Regions from separate parts of the Sus scrofa genome. Here regions 1, 3 and 4 are each linked to region 2. Evidence: chromatin contacts called from public Hi-C, HiChIP or PLAC-seq and promoter capture Hi-C data. All regions are on one chromosome and are shown on one strand. Each heading gives the region's core, a stretch centred on a gene start, on an enhancer-like site or on the middle of the called end of the contact. The rest is flanking DNA. Distances are from core to core; before and after follow the strand shown. Region 1 holds the start of RPUSD4 (RNA pseudouridylate synthase domain containing 4). Region 2 holds the start of PUS3 (pseudouridylate synthase 3). Region 3 holds the start of DCPS (decapping enzyme, scavenger). Region 4 holds the start of FOXRED1 (FAD dependent oxidoreductase domain containing 1).

What was found. Promoter capture Hi-C pulls out the DNA fragments that hold promoters and counts their contacts. Hi-C and Micro-C count contacts between places; a contact is called where the count stands out from the background. HiChIP or PLAC-seq counts read pairs in DNA pulled down with a chosen protein or histone mark.
Region 1: a contact with region 2 is called in a promoter capture Hi-C map of liver, with 10 times the contacts expected there. The contact joins the promoter of RPUSD4 here to the promoter of PUS3 in region 2. A contact is called at or near these places in 5 of 5 promoter capture datasets (fetal liver, fetal skeletal muscle, liver and 1 more), 3 of 47 Hi-C or Micro-C datasets (all in liver) and 2 of 2 datasets of contacts at active chromatin or transcription factors (alveolar macrophages and skeletal muscle).
Region 3: a contact with region 2 is called in an H3K27ac HiChIP or PLAC-seq map of skeletal muscle, with 3 times the contacts expected there. The contact joins the promoter of DCPS here to the promoter of PUS3 in region 2. A contact is called at or near these places in 2 of 5 promoter capture datasets (fetal liver and liver), 2 of 47 Hi-C or Micro-C datasets (heart right ventricle and liver) and 1 of 2 datasets of contacts at active chromatin or transcription factors (skeletal muscle).
Region 4: a Hi-C map of liver shows a contact between it and region 2, with 4 times the contacts expected there. The contact joins the promoter of FOXRED1 here to the promoter of PUS3 in region 2. A contact is called at or near these places in 3 of 5 promoter capture datasets (fetal liver, fetal skeletal muscle and liver), 5 of 47 Hi-C or Micro-C datasets (embryonic fibroblasts, fibroblasts, heart right ventricle and 2 more) and 2 of 2 datasets of contacts at active chromatin or transcription factors (alveolar macrophages and skeletal muscle).

What each region holds. Positions count from the first base shown.
Region 1 is chr9:53,307,852-53,310,551 of Sscrofa11.1, reverse strand. RPUSD4 (RNA pseudouridylate synthase domain containing 4) reads left to right here and starts at 1,360. Exons shown (of 7, transcript NM_001244957.1): 1 at 1,360-1,615; 2 at 1,972-2,137. The coding sequence starts at 1,430. FAM118B (protein FAM118B) reads right to left here and starts at 1,354. Exons shown (of 8, transcript XM_005667489.3): 1 at 1,234-1,354.
Region 2 is chr9:53,027,210-53,029,909 of Sscrofa11.1, reverse strand. It overlaps PUS3 (pseudouridylate synthase 3), which reads left to right and starts at 1,359. Exons shown (of 5, transcript NM_001244722.1): 1 at 1,359-1,387. HYLS1 (hydrolethalus syndrome protein 1) reads right to left here. Exons shown (of 3, transcript XM_013979548.2): 3 at 2,603-2,700. DDX25 (ATP-dependent RNA helicase DDX25) reads right to left here and starts at 460. Exons shown (of 10, transcript XM_021063099.1): 1 at 373-460.
Region 3 is chr9:53,399,418-53,402,117 of Sscrofa11.1, reverse strand. It overlaps DCPS (decapping enzyme, scavenger), which reads right to left and starts at 1,331. Exons shown (of 6, transcript NM_213790.1): 1 at 1,131-1,331. The coding sequence starts at 1,331.
Region 4 is chr9:53,364,039-53,366,738 of Sscrofa11.1, reverse strand. FOXRED1 (FAD dependent oxidoreductase domain containing 1) reads right to left here and starts at 1,444. Exons shown (of 12, transcript NM_001244921.1): 1 at 1,338-1,444. The coding sequence starts at 1,422. SRPRA (signal recognition particle receptor subunit alpha) reads left to right here and starts at 1,654. Exons shown (of 14, transcript XM_003130057.5): 1 at 1,654-1,930; 2 at 2,540-2,623. The coding sequence starts at 1,814.

The DNA of each region.
Region 1 (2,700 bases), core at 111-2,610, 280 kb before region 2:
ATCTATTCAACTCAAATTCAATCTCAAAGAATAGTACAGTGTAGGGAAAAAGACCACTGAAGGAAGCAAAGCCTTACTACCGACAGCCTAGACTGCAGCATCCTAGCTGATTGCCCTGCTATCAAATTCCTCACATTTTCAATCTGAAAATTCCTCTTTCAAGGAGTCTCTCTCCTACTCCAGAAGCTTCAAAGACTCCTCCCTACTTAATCACTTCTAGTTCAAATTCTTCCTCAAGTTGGCTGGCTCCACTTATCTGTCCAACTTTGTTTCATGCTCAATATGGCTCCCTTCAGCCAAACCCTATTATAGGAGTAGGAGGTAAAACTAATTCCATGACCTCCTCTAACTTCTCAGGCAGCCTTCTTTCTAAGGAGTCAAAAACTGTTTCCTCTATCGTCAGCACAGATCCATTAATTTTTTGACATCCCTTCTGCGCTCGGCGTCAGCTTTCTTCTTAACAAATGGCAGGTATGTCCCAAGGTGTTTTTAACATTACCATCCCAACCAGATGGTTCCTTTTCCCTGCCACCCCTTAATGAAGTCAGACGGTCTTGACTTAGTGAAGTCGCTAGCAGTTTGGGCATGGGACTCCAAACACTGCACCTTGTAAGAGGAGAGAGGGTCTGGAGCGGTTGCAAACCACGGAGGGGAAAAATGAAGGAAGCAGAAAAGAGAAGAGAAGGTTCGTGCTCTGTACTTTGTCTTCCCTTGGGAAGGAGTAGGAAGAGGGTGGGGGTGAGAAGACGCAATCCAAGAAATGAATTCTTCAAGAAGGCAGGAGAAATTCAGGGTGCTCCCTAGGAAGGAAACATGGGACCTGGATAACGGAAGGGCTCCCCATCACCCTTGGAGAGGACTAGTTACAACGCGAAACAAAGAGGTTGGGAGTCAGGAGGTGAGGGGTGGAAAGGCTTCAGATCCCGCGTCTCCGAAGGTCGAGCGGAAAGCAACGGGGACCCGACGTCCGGGGACTGGCCGAACAGCTGGGACCTGGTTGCCAGGAGGGTCAAGGTGGGCGCCCAAGACTGCTCTGGAGCGAGCGTTTATGGGGCATCGTTTCTGCAGGGCGCGGGGGCGGGGAGGTGGTTTTCAGTGGGCTCGTCTCCCAAAGGGAGAAACGGTTTCCCAACACAGGCACCTCCGAGAAGGTAAGCTCTTGGGACGTAGAAACGTCAAGGCGTTAAAGTACCGGTAGTTACAAACCCCAGCTCGGCTTCCCCACACACTCACCGCGTCTCCTCCAAACGCCACCGCTCCAGCTGCAGCTACCGGCCGGCGCAGCCGCACTTAGCGCGTACCGCCCCCACGTGACTCGGCCAGAATCCCGCCCCCGCCCGCCCCACGTGACCTTAAGACACACCCACTCCCGCCTCGCTCTGGTCCCTCTTCTGCCCTGGGTTTTAGCTGGCCCTCCCTTCTCGGCAAGATGGCGGTGCCCAGTTGCTGTGTGCCAGGTTTCTGGGTCCGGAGTTCCGGACAGTGTCTGGGGAGTCTCTTCACTTTCGTCTCAAAGCGACTTTGCTCCGCTGCTGCCGCCTCTAGGCCCATGGATGCCCAGCAACTGGCAGAGAGGCTCCGAGCCCAGAAAGAGAAACAAAAGGCGAAGGGGCCGGTGAGTCCAGAAGGATCACGACTCCCAAGAGGCAGTGCGCTCACTGGTTTCCCAGGCCGGGAGGGAGGTCTTCGGACAGGTCTCACGTAAAAGTCGAGGACAGTGGTGGACGAATGGGAAGAAAGCGAAGGGGAGAAGGCAGTAGTGTACTGTAGCTTCTTGTGCATTGGATCATTGGTTCCTGCGGACTTCGGCCCGAAGCTCTTCATGGGTACAAGGAAGACACCCCTGCTTTCAGATTACTCGGGGAAAGCACGAGACTAAGGCACAAGTATAGGCATTCCCTTCCCAAATTCTTATACTTATTGAAGGTCCTTCCCACCAGGCGTTTCCCGTCGCTCCTTCTCTCCCTGTAGGTGCCCACGAACCCTGTTCAGCGGAGAGTACGAGAACTAGTGCGGTTCACAGAGCAGCTGCAGCGAGTCCACCCCAATGTGCTTGCTAAGGCGCTGAGCCGAGGAATTGTCCACCAGGACAAGGACCTGCTGGTCATCAATAAGCCTTATGGTCTCCCTGTGCATGGTAAGGAGCACGTGGGAAAGGAAGGGGGGGCCCTGCTGCTGATTTCTGCTCTAAGTAGGGGCAACTCTACTGATTTTACTTCCGGGGCTCTCTGAAGTCTCTCTTTCAAAATAATCAAATTTTTGCGGGGTACTGTCTATGTAAGGCACTACCCAGGACACAGAGATAAATAAGACAGTCCCCACCTTCCAGACTTCTGGCAATTAGCAGTGATTTATAGAATTTGCTGTCTGCAGACCTCCAGTGGGGATTGCTATAGAAAAAGTACAAAGGCTGTGTGGTTCTTGCCTTCAAGTTAGTTTCCATCAAAACTGGGAAAGAGGACATAATTTGTGTGTTGATGTATACCTAACAAAACCCCAGGGTGTCTAGAACTTAATGGACACGTAATGATTTTGAATAAAGGTTCTGTGTAGTTGTTAGAGACAGCTGGAGTGAGTCAGGAAAGACTGATATAGAAAAATGCCAAAAACATGTTTTCCCCTAGCAAAATCCTTTTCACAAGTGCAATTTTTTTTTTTTAAATCCATCTTTCCTGACTCACTCCAGGCTAGAAGAACAAA
Region 2 (2,700 bases), core at 110-2,609:
CCGCCCCAGCACGTGCGACCACACCAGGCGCGAGGCGGTGCCGGGCCCCACCCAGCGGCCAATTATCTTTCTTCTGAGGGCGGCGCGGGGGTATAGGGAAAACACCCGCCGCGCGCAGGCGCGGGAGCTCTGGGGAAGTGGGAGGAGTCGGGAGAGGAGTGGGGGGTGGGGCGCAGGCCGAGGGAGCGGGCTGTAGAGATCCTCCTGCAGCAAGGTTTCTGTTGGATCAGCCCCCTACCTGCACCAGGCGTTAGAAACCCGGCCTGGACGCTATCGCTGTGAAAGCACACCTGCGGCCGACCTATGCTAAGTCAACAGTAGCAGGACTGTAAGCCTTAGGCAGTAGTCTTTGCACAGATTCGAGAGTCTTACCTCTCTTACCCCACCATCTTCTCCACAGATTAGTCTCCTGGTGGTGAGGCAGGATCCCTGCACCATACTTCAAGCTCTCACGCCCGCGTCCTCCTACCCCCCAAACTTCCGTTTCTTCACTGCAAGGTGTTAGAAAGCCTAGCGAATTGCATAGGAAAGTGGAGACTCAGAATGGGTGTGTTTCACCTGACAAATGCATTCGAATGCGACAGATGCAGAGAGGAAGTAAACTCGTTCAAGTTCTAGCTATTGTCCCTGTTATTGGATACCTGTAATGTTTCCACAGGCTGGTTTTTTCAGTTTAATTCTGATAGGTGCCTCTTGCTAAAGTACTCCGGAGAAAACGGTTTTCCTTTCGGTACAATCTTCACCTCCCACCTGTACCTGCGTAATCCTTGCAGATAGATCGATTCCTTGCACTAATGATTGCTAAATTTGGACAAAAGAACCGGACTTTATTTTTCTTCCAGTTTTCTAACTGGAATCTTGAGATCTGGATCAGCATTTCTGGTCCTAACAAAAACCGTGTTATGATCTCTCCGTGGTGCTGAAGCAAGACTCCCCATCTCTGGTCACTCTCAGACATCTCAATCGTTTGAGATCGTCGTATTTCTTTTCAGCCTTTTCATGTGGATTCAATTTAATTGTAAATGTTTTTGATTCTCAAGAGCAACTTTGTACTAATTTAAGTACCTATAAAATCAGGCCAGTTTCTTTCAGTTTTCATGTAAAGATAACGGCTATTTGAAAATTTTACTTTTCTGTTATTTTAGCACACTAGAATTAATCCTATCTTTTACTCTTATCCTATCGCATGCCCTAGATTCTGCCTTGTTGGTGGCCAAACTAGAAAACATTAGGCAGATTTCAGCCTCAAGCGGGAATTCCTGGCTCTTAGAACTACATTTCCCATAAAGGTGGACTACATTTCCCATGAGACCTCGGACGCGCGCGTAGAAGACGCAAAATGATTGCTTCCTGCCTCTAGAAAAGCTGCGTGGCGGAGGAGCGGAAGGTGAGCGTGTGGGTTTTGGGGTGGGTGATTTTCTGGGTTATACAAAGAGAAACGGACAAGTGGACAAATAGATGGTCTCTCTTTCCCTACCCCCTTTCTTGTACGTTGGTCTTTTCAGGAAAACACTTTTTGAGTGTGAAAATGGGACCTTGCTTAAGACTCTGTGTTTTTGTGTCTAGGGCTTTTTGGTGCTCTTTGTCAGAAACGTGCAGCAATAGGGGCTTCTTTAATTCGATTCTTTGAGAGCCCTGGAACTTCGGAGTTAAGTAAGTCTCTTCTGCCTCACAATTCTTTTTGCTCATGAAACGGAATATTAGTAGAGGTCGACATCGGGTAGTATATGGGGTGAGGAGGCATAGCAACTTTTTTCCAATTTTGGGGGAGGGGAGTTGCTATTAGTGATGATAGCACGTGTCTCCTAATCCTTTGAATATTATTCCTCCTCCCTTTTTTGGTTTAAAATAAGTTTATCATGGAGAATGCGTTTTCTTTTACTCCATTAGTTACTAATATTTTCTGTACTAAAACTTTTTAACTTCAAAAAAATACTTTGAAACTCTTGCGATGACTGTTTTGTGTTCACAGTCATGCACGCAATTCCCGCTTTGTAGTAATTTGGTGGCCCCCTTCCAGGTATTATGTGGCCGCGTGGGAACCACTGTACTTCACCCTCAGAAGGGTGTGGTGTGCTGGTGAAAGCACTGTACTGAGTCAGGAGGCTTCTTGACATGTGTCTTATTGCCTGCTTAACCCTTTTGGACTAGTTCTTTGATTAAATATTGGTTTGAACTAGATAATCACTTTGGAAACTTTGTGATTTGGTGACATTAGGCTTTGAGATTTTTGTGTATCTATATGAAGAAGGTAAATTATTGGAGTGTATTGCTGTGATTATTAAATGCCATATGGCTTTTAATTTTTAAAAAATAGGTATAAATAAAAACTGTCTTTAATCCCACCATCCAGAGTTAGATGTTGATCTTTATTTATGCCTTGGATGTACAGCATGACTGAGATCATACTGTATGATTTGTAACCTATTTGTTTCATCTAATTTTCATTTTTCCATTAGCTTCCCAATGTTGGGTAGTTTGCAGTGTTTACTTATTTGCAGTGAATGTATCTTACATATATCTTTGAGTCACTGATTATTTCTTTCTCTGATTAAATGCCTAATAATGGAACTTGGTGAATGAATGAATGATAACTTAAACATTACAGAGAAAATGTATTTTATTAGATGGTTAAGGTCATTCATTTTTGTTACACAGCTTTTTTTTCTTTGAATAACCCACTATGCCTGCTGTCACTCT
Region 3 (2,700 bases), core at 82-2,581, 370 kb before region 2:
AGCTCAAAGGTTCCCATGGCTAAAATCTTCAGCAGGTGCTGCAGACTGAAGGTAAGTTGGGCTGAGACAGACAGAACCTTGTAAAACACAAGAGACACAGAAAGAGGCATGGAAGCCTGGCCCAGGGTCTCCCTGCCCCCATCCTCCCAAAAGTGAGAGCGCCTGCCAGGACTTCTGGGGAACCCTTGGACTGCCTCTTTACTAGCTCTTGGGTCAGTATCCAGTCTCTCCTCAGTCCCTGCTGGAGAGCTGAGCACGTGATATTAGAGCTAGCTGTGCCTGTCTGCTTAAGGATGCTCTGCACTCCTGAAGATCAAGGATGGGAACTTTCAGCTCTATGTTGCACCCAGTTCAGTGCTGGCCCGTCTGTGCATGAAACGTGGAATTGAATCAAGAATGGGAACTTTCAGCTCTATGTTGCACCCAGTTCAGTGCTGGCCTGTCTGTGCATGATATGTGGAATTGAATCACCAATTCAACAAACTGTTTCCCCGCTCCCAGGAGCGGGAGTCCTGTATATAGCAGAGATCATACTTCCTACAGTGCCTATGTTATTGCCTGGGGCCTGGATGACCAAGACTGCCCAGAAACATACTGGATTCCTAGCACCTTACAGGGTTTTTGTGTGTTTTGTTGGGGCCCGTTTGTTTGTTTGTTTGCCCTCACCCAAGGCACGTGGAGTTCTGGGCCAGGGATGGAACCTGCGCCACAACAGCGATCCAAGCCCCATCAGTGAAACCTCCAGATCCTTAACCAGCTGTGCCACAAGAGAACTAGCACGTTACAGGTTTAATAAATGAATGGTGAAAGCTTGGGGAATTTAACATGCGACTTTTTAATCGACAATAAATACACTCCGCAAGTGTTAGGTTCTTATTTTAGTACAAGAGGAGGAATTAGGGAAATTAGCCCCACGCGTGTTAATTCCCTTAATTTCACAAGTATCCTTGTTTCCTCCACGAACCAAACCCCTGCCCAGGCATTTTGGCGCACTTGGCCTCCTTCCCACCCGGGGCAATGCGATTAGTATTTTCCAAAGAATCTCAAAAAAAAAAAAAAAAAATCCGCCTCCGAGGCGACGATTGGGTCACTCCTTCCCGCATCCCCACCCCAACGCTGCTTAATGGTACCTTTCCGTGCAGGAAAATGATTTTGTCCCGCGCAGACTCCCTTAGCACTTTTTTCACTCTAAAGCCGGAGAAAGGTAAGCGGACAGGAGCAGAGGTACCATTCCCAACCCTTGCTTCCTTCTCCTCTGTGCTGGGTGCCTCCGCCTCCTCCGGGTCTCGTTCGCGCTTTCTCTTGCTGGGTTGAGGAGCGGTGTCCGCCATATTGCCGGGGGAGAGTGTGCGCCTGCGCCAACCCGGCCGCGGCCCCGCCCCTCTGCCGCCTCACCCCACCTCCGCGGAGGGCGGTGACTACAACTCCCGACGTGCTCCGCGCCGGAGTCAGCCGATCTCCTGGCTGTAGGAAACCTAGGGCCGCTGTTTTTTGGGACTCGTCTAGAGTGAGCATCTTAATTCGAGTTTCCCGCCTTTGGTCTCCTCGTGCTAGCCAACCCGGGCGGAGGCTGGTCCTGAGGGAAAAGAGAAGGTGACAGCAAGGCTAGAGAGGCTGCAGGGGAGAGGGTAGCCCAGCCACCCCACCCCACCCCTACTCCCCCGAGTCCGAGCTGCAAGACGCCCTTTGGACTCTGCGCTGACACTTGGGTTGAATACAGCTTTTTAATCAGAGTTATGCCAACATTGATTAGAGTGGAAGGGATGTTTCTGAAGCAAATCTGTTGAGCCAATCTCTTTCTTAGTCAATTGATTGAACATAGAGAACGCTTAAAACCCTATCCATTTTTCACCCGTTTCCATTTTACAAAAGTCCTCTTTGTGTTGTCCTTTTCTTTGTAAATCCCAGTATTTTTTGCTGAGAAGAATGGTAAGTGAACAGGGCCAGAAGTACATTTCCATTGCCTGCCTCTTTGCTTCTGCTTCCTGTCCATTAGATGATCAGGTACCCTGCCACCTTCTCGTTCACCTTGCCTTTAAAAACACTTCCCTGAAAGCCATCAAGAAGTTCAGGTCTTTTAAGGATGAGCTGCCAGGTTTTCCTTGCTTGGTCTCACTCATTGCCTGCCTCTTTGCTTCTGCCCCACTGTATCCATGTTACAGAACCAAAGTTGGGTCTCCTTGGGCAACTTACTGCAATCTATCCACACTGGGTTGTGATGAGGGAAAGTACAGCGTTTATTGCAGTCTTTGGGGTTTCTTTGCGTTTTAGGGTCGCACCCGCTGCATGTGGAGGCTAGGGGTCCAATCGGAACTATAGCACAGCCACAGCAATGCAGGATCCGAGCTGCGTCTGTGACCTACACCACAGCTCATGGCAACGCTGGATTCTCAACACACTGAGCGAGGCCAGGGATGGAACCCACAACCTCGTAGTTCCTAGTCGGATTCGTTTCCGCTTTTCCACAACGGAAACTCCCAATTGCAAGGTTCTTAAAGTGAGACCAAGCAAGGAAAACTGGCAGCTCATGCTCAAAAGACCTGAACTTCTTGATGGCTTTCAGGGAGGTGTTTTTAAAGGCAAGGTGAAGGAAAAGGTGGCAGGGTACCTGATCATCTAATGGACATTCTTCTGGTTGATAGATGGTATTTCTGGGGTCAGTATCAACCTCTGATTCCAACCAGTCTGGGGTCTACAAGG
Region 4 (2,700 bases), core at 195-2,694, 340 kb before region 2:
CCCTCTTGCTTAAACCCTCCAGTGGTTTTCCGTTACTCTAAGGATTAAAGTCCAAAACTTTCCACGTGGCCCTTGAAGACACTGTACAATCTGGCTCCTATTCTCCTAGTCTTCTCTGCACACTCCAGCCCCAGCTCCTCATTCTTATCACAGGGGTCCACACAGGTGACCTCTCTGCTTTGAAACTCTGTGCCCACTTCTTTGCCCAGTTAATCCCTTGCTTCCTTTAGATCTCAGCCCAGTTATTATTTTCTCAGAGATGCCCCCTTGACTATGCCAAGTTCTCCTGTCACACTATCTCATAGCTCCGTGAATGGCTCTTTTGCAGCATGCAACACACCTGCAACCTTGCATTTCTCTGGGATTGCTTCATACTGTATTCTACCTTCTTCACCGAAATAGCCAGCCCAGCACAGTACCTGGTACCTCCTAAGTGCTTAATAAATGTTTTGAATACATGAATCCTTTTGACTTTCACACCTAACTCACAAATCTCTGAGTCTTGTCTCCAGTTCAAGTTCAAACTCTTCTCAGCAGCATGTGACTCTTTCTTTGATCTGGATTTATTTTACCTCTCCAGACTATATTTCATACTACTACTCAAACTCTATCTGGATGGCCTTTGCTAATTCCTTGCGTAAGAACAGTATTTTTCTCCTAACCTTTGTTCAGTTCTCCAGCACCTGGACATCATACCTTCCTTGAATCAGTAAACATCATCTTTCAAGGCTGACCTCGGTTCGCATCTGTTCCATGTATACTAGCTACTCCCCTGGCAGTGCAGGGCATAACTCTTAAGCTGGGTTGAACTGGTCTATTGAAGCCTTGAACTGGTCTATTGAAGCCTTTCCTTTCCAGCTACACTTCAGGCACCTCCAGAACATATATCGAATCCTCCTTCTCTTCTTTCCTCTTGAACTTTCCAGCCTTGAACTGGTCTATTGAAGCCTTTCCTTTCCAGCTACACTTCAGGCACCTCCAGAACATATATCGAATCCTCCTTCTCTTCTTTCCTCTTTCATGACTACAACACTAAGAACAGCATCCTGCATGCGAGCAGGACTTAATGCACTTCTATCAAACCAATGAATCACCCTGGCTGTTATTCTGGCGGTAAGCTCAGGCATAGAACGAACTGGGATTTGTCACCTGAGAAGGGCAACCTCTGGATCCATACACCTGTCCAGACTGTACAAGCTCTGGCAGGTAAGATATCCCTTCTTCCAGCGACCCACTGTCTTCTGAGCGTGGCCAGGGATCCCAAGTCCTGAAGGTCACATGGCTGGACATTGGGGGCATCCCAGAACCATGATACCCTCCGCTGCCCTCAACTTTACCCAGAGTAGAGCCTCCTCTGCGTGTGCCTAGCTCCCGGCCCAAGAGGCCCCGGCGCAAGCCGAGCCACAGCGCCCTCCGAAGCATGGCCCTCCAGCGTCCGGCCGCTGTGGGAGGGTACCCTACACTGGTAAGCCAGCCGTCACTGCTCTGCGCCACGGGCCATTCATCCGAGCGTGCCCATTGGCCAGCGGCTCCCCGCCCCTCCGCCTGATAGGCTGTCGACCCCTTCCGTGCGTCCCCGAGAGCCCCGCCTAGGCCCGCCCCTACCCGCCATTGGCAAGCCTGGCGTCTACGTAGATCCCGCGCGCCAGCTGGAGGAGTGGGGGAGGAATCCCGGGGCCGCTGAGCGGAAGTGCGGATGAGCCGGTTTCCGGGGCCGCTGGTGTGACGTGTCCTGAGCTTGGCGCAGCAGGAAGCGGCGGTGATCGCGGCCTGAGTTCCCGGCGGCGGCCCCGGCTCCTTTCCCGCTGCCGCCATGCTCGACTTCTTTACCATTTTCTCCAAAGGCGGGCTCGTGCTCTGGTGCTTCCAGGGCGTGAGCGACTCATGCACCGGGCCGGTTAACGCGTTGATTCGTTCCGTGCTGCTGCAGGTACCGCCCCCGCAGGATCAGAACTCTGGGCTCGTCTCTCTGACCCGGTCCATAGTCCCCCTCGACTGATCCCGTGCCTTCCTCCCACTCCCTCGGCCCACCTCAGACTGGCCACTCACTCGTAACCGGGACTCCACTTTTTTCTCCCTTCCTATCACACCATCCCGCAACTTTGCGACGTCCCCTCCCCCTCCGCTTCCTGGGACTCTGGCTGGATTCCGTAGTCTGTTGAGACTTGCCATCGTTTCCTCCGTTTGCCCCGAGCAGCTTGATTTTCTCTTGTTTCGATGGCTGAGTGGGATACTGAATAGAAAACGGTCTTTTAGGAACTAATACTATACAGCTGCGATTGTTTATATGGGGACTATTTCCCTTTCAGCCCGCACGTGTCCTTCCACGTCCCACCTCTTTCCCTCTGCCCTCCAGCTTGGTGTCTCCTTTTCTCCCTAGTGAAATGGTGGAGAGAAGTGCCCCCGCATCTTGTTGCCCTGGGGACAGGTTTGACTTTGGGGGAATGTCTAGCTCTTTCCTAAAGGTAATCCTAGAGGGGCCCAAGTCTGGGTTTGGTGGGGATAGTCTGAGCTTTGAGACATAACTCTTTTTTTCCAGGAAAGGGGAGGTAACAACTCCTTCACCCATGAGGCACTCACACTCAAGTATAAACTGGACAACCAGTTTGAGCTGGTGTTTGTGGTAAGTGGGGGTATTTTAGAGGGGCAATGTTACATTCGCAGTGTAGTTCTGATATTAAGAAAACCTTGATTAATTGC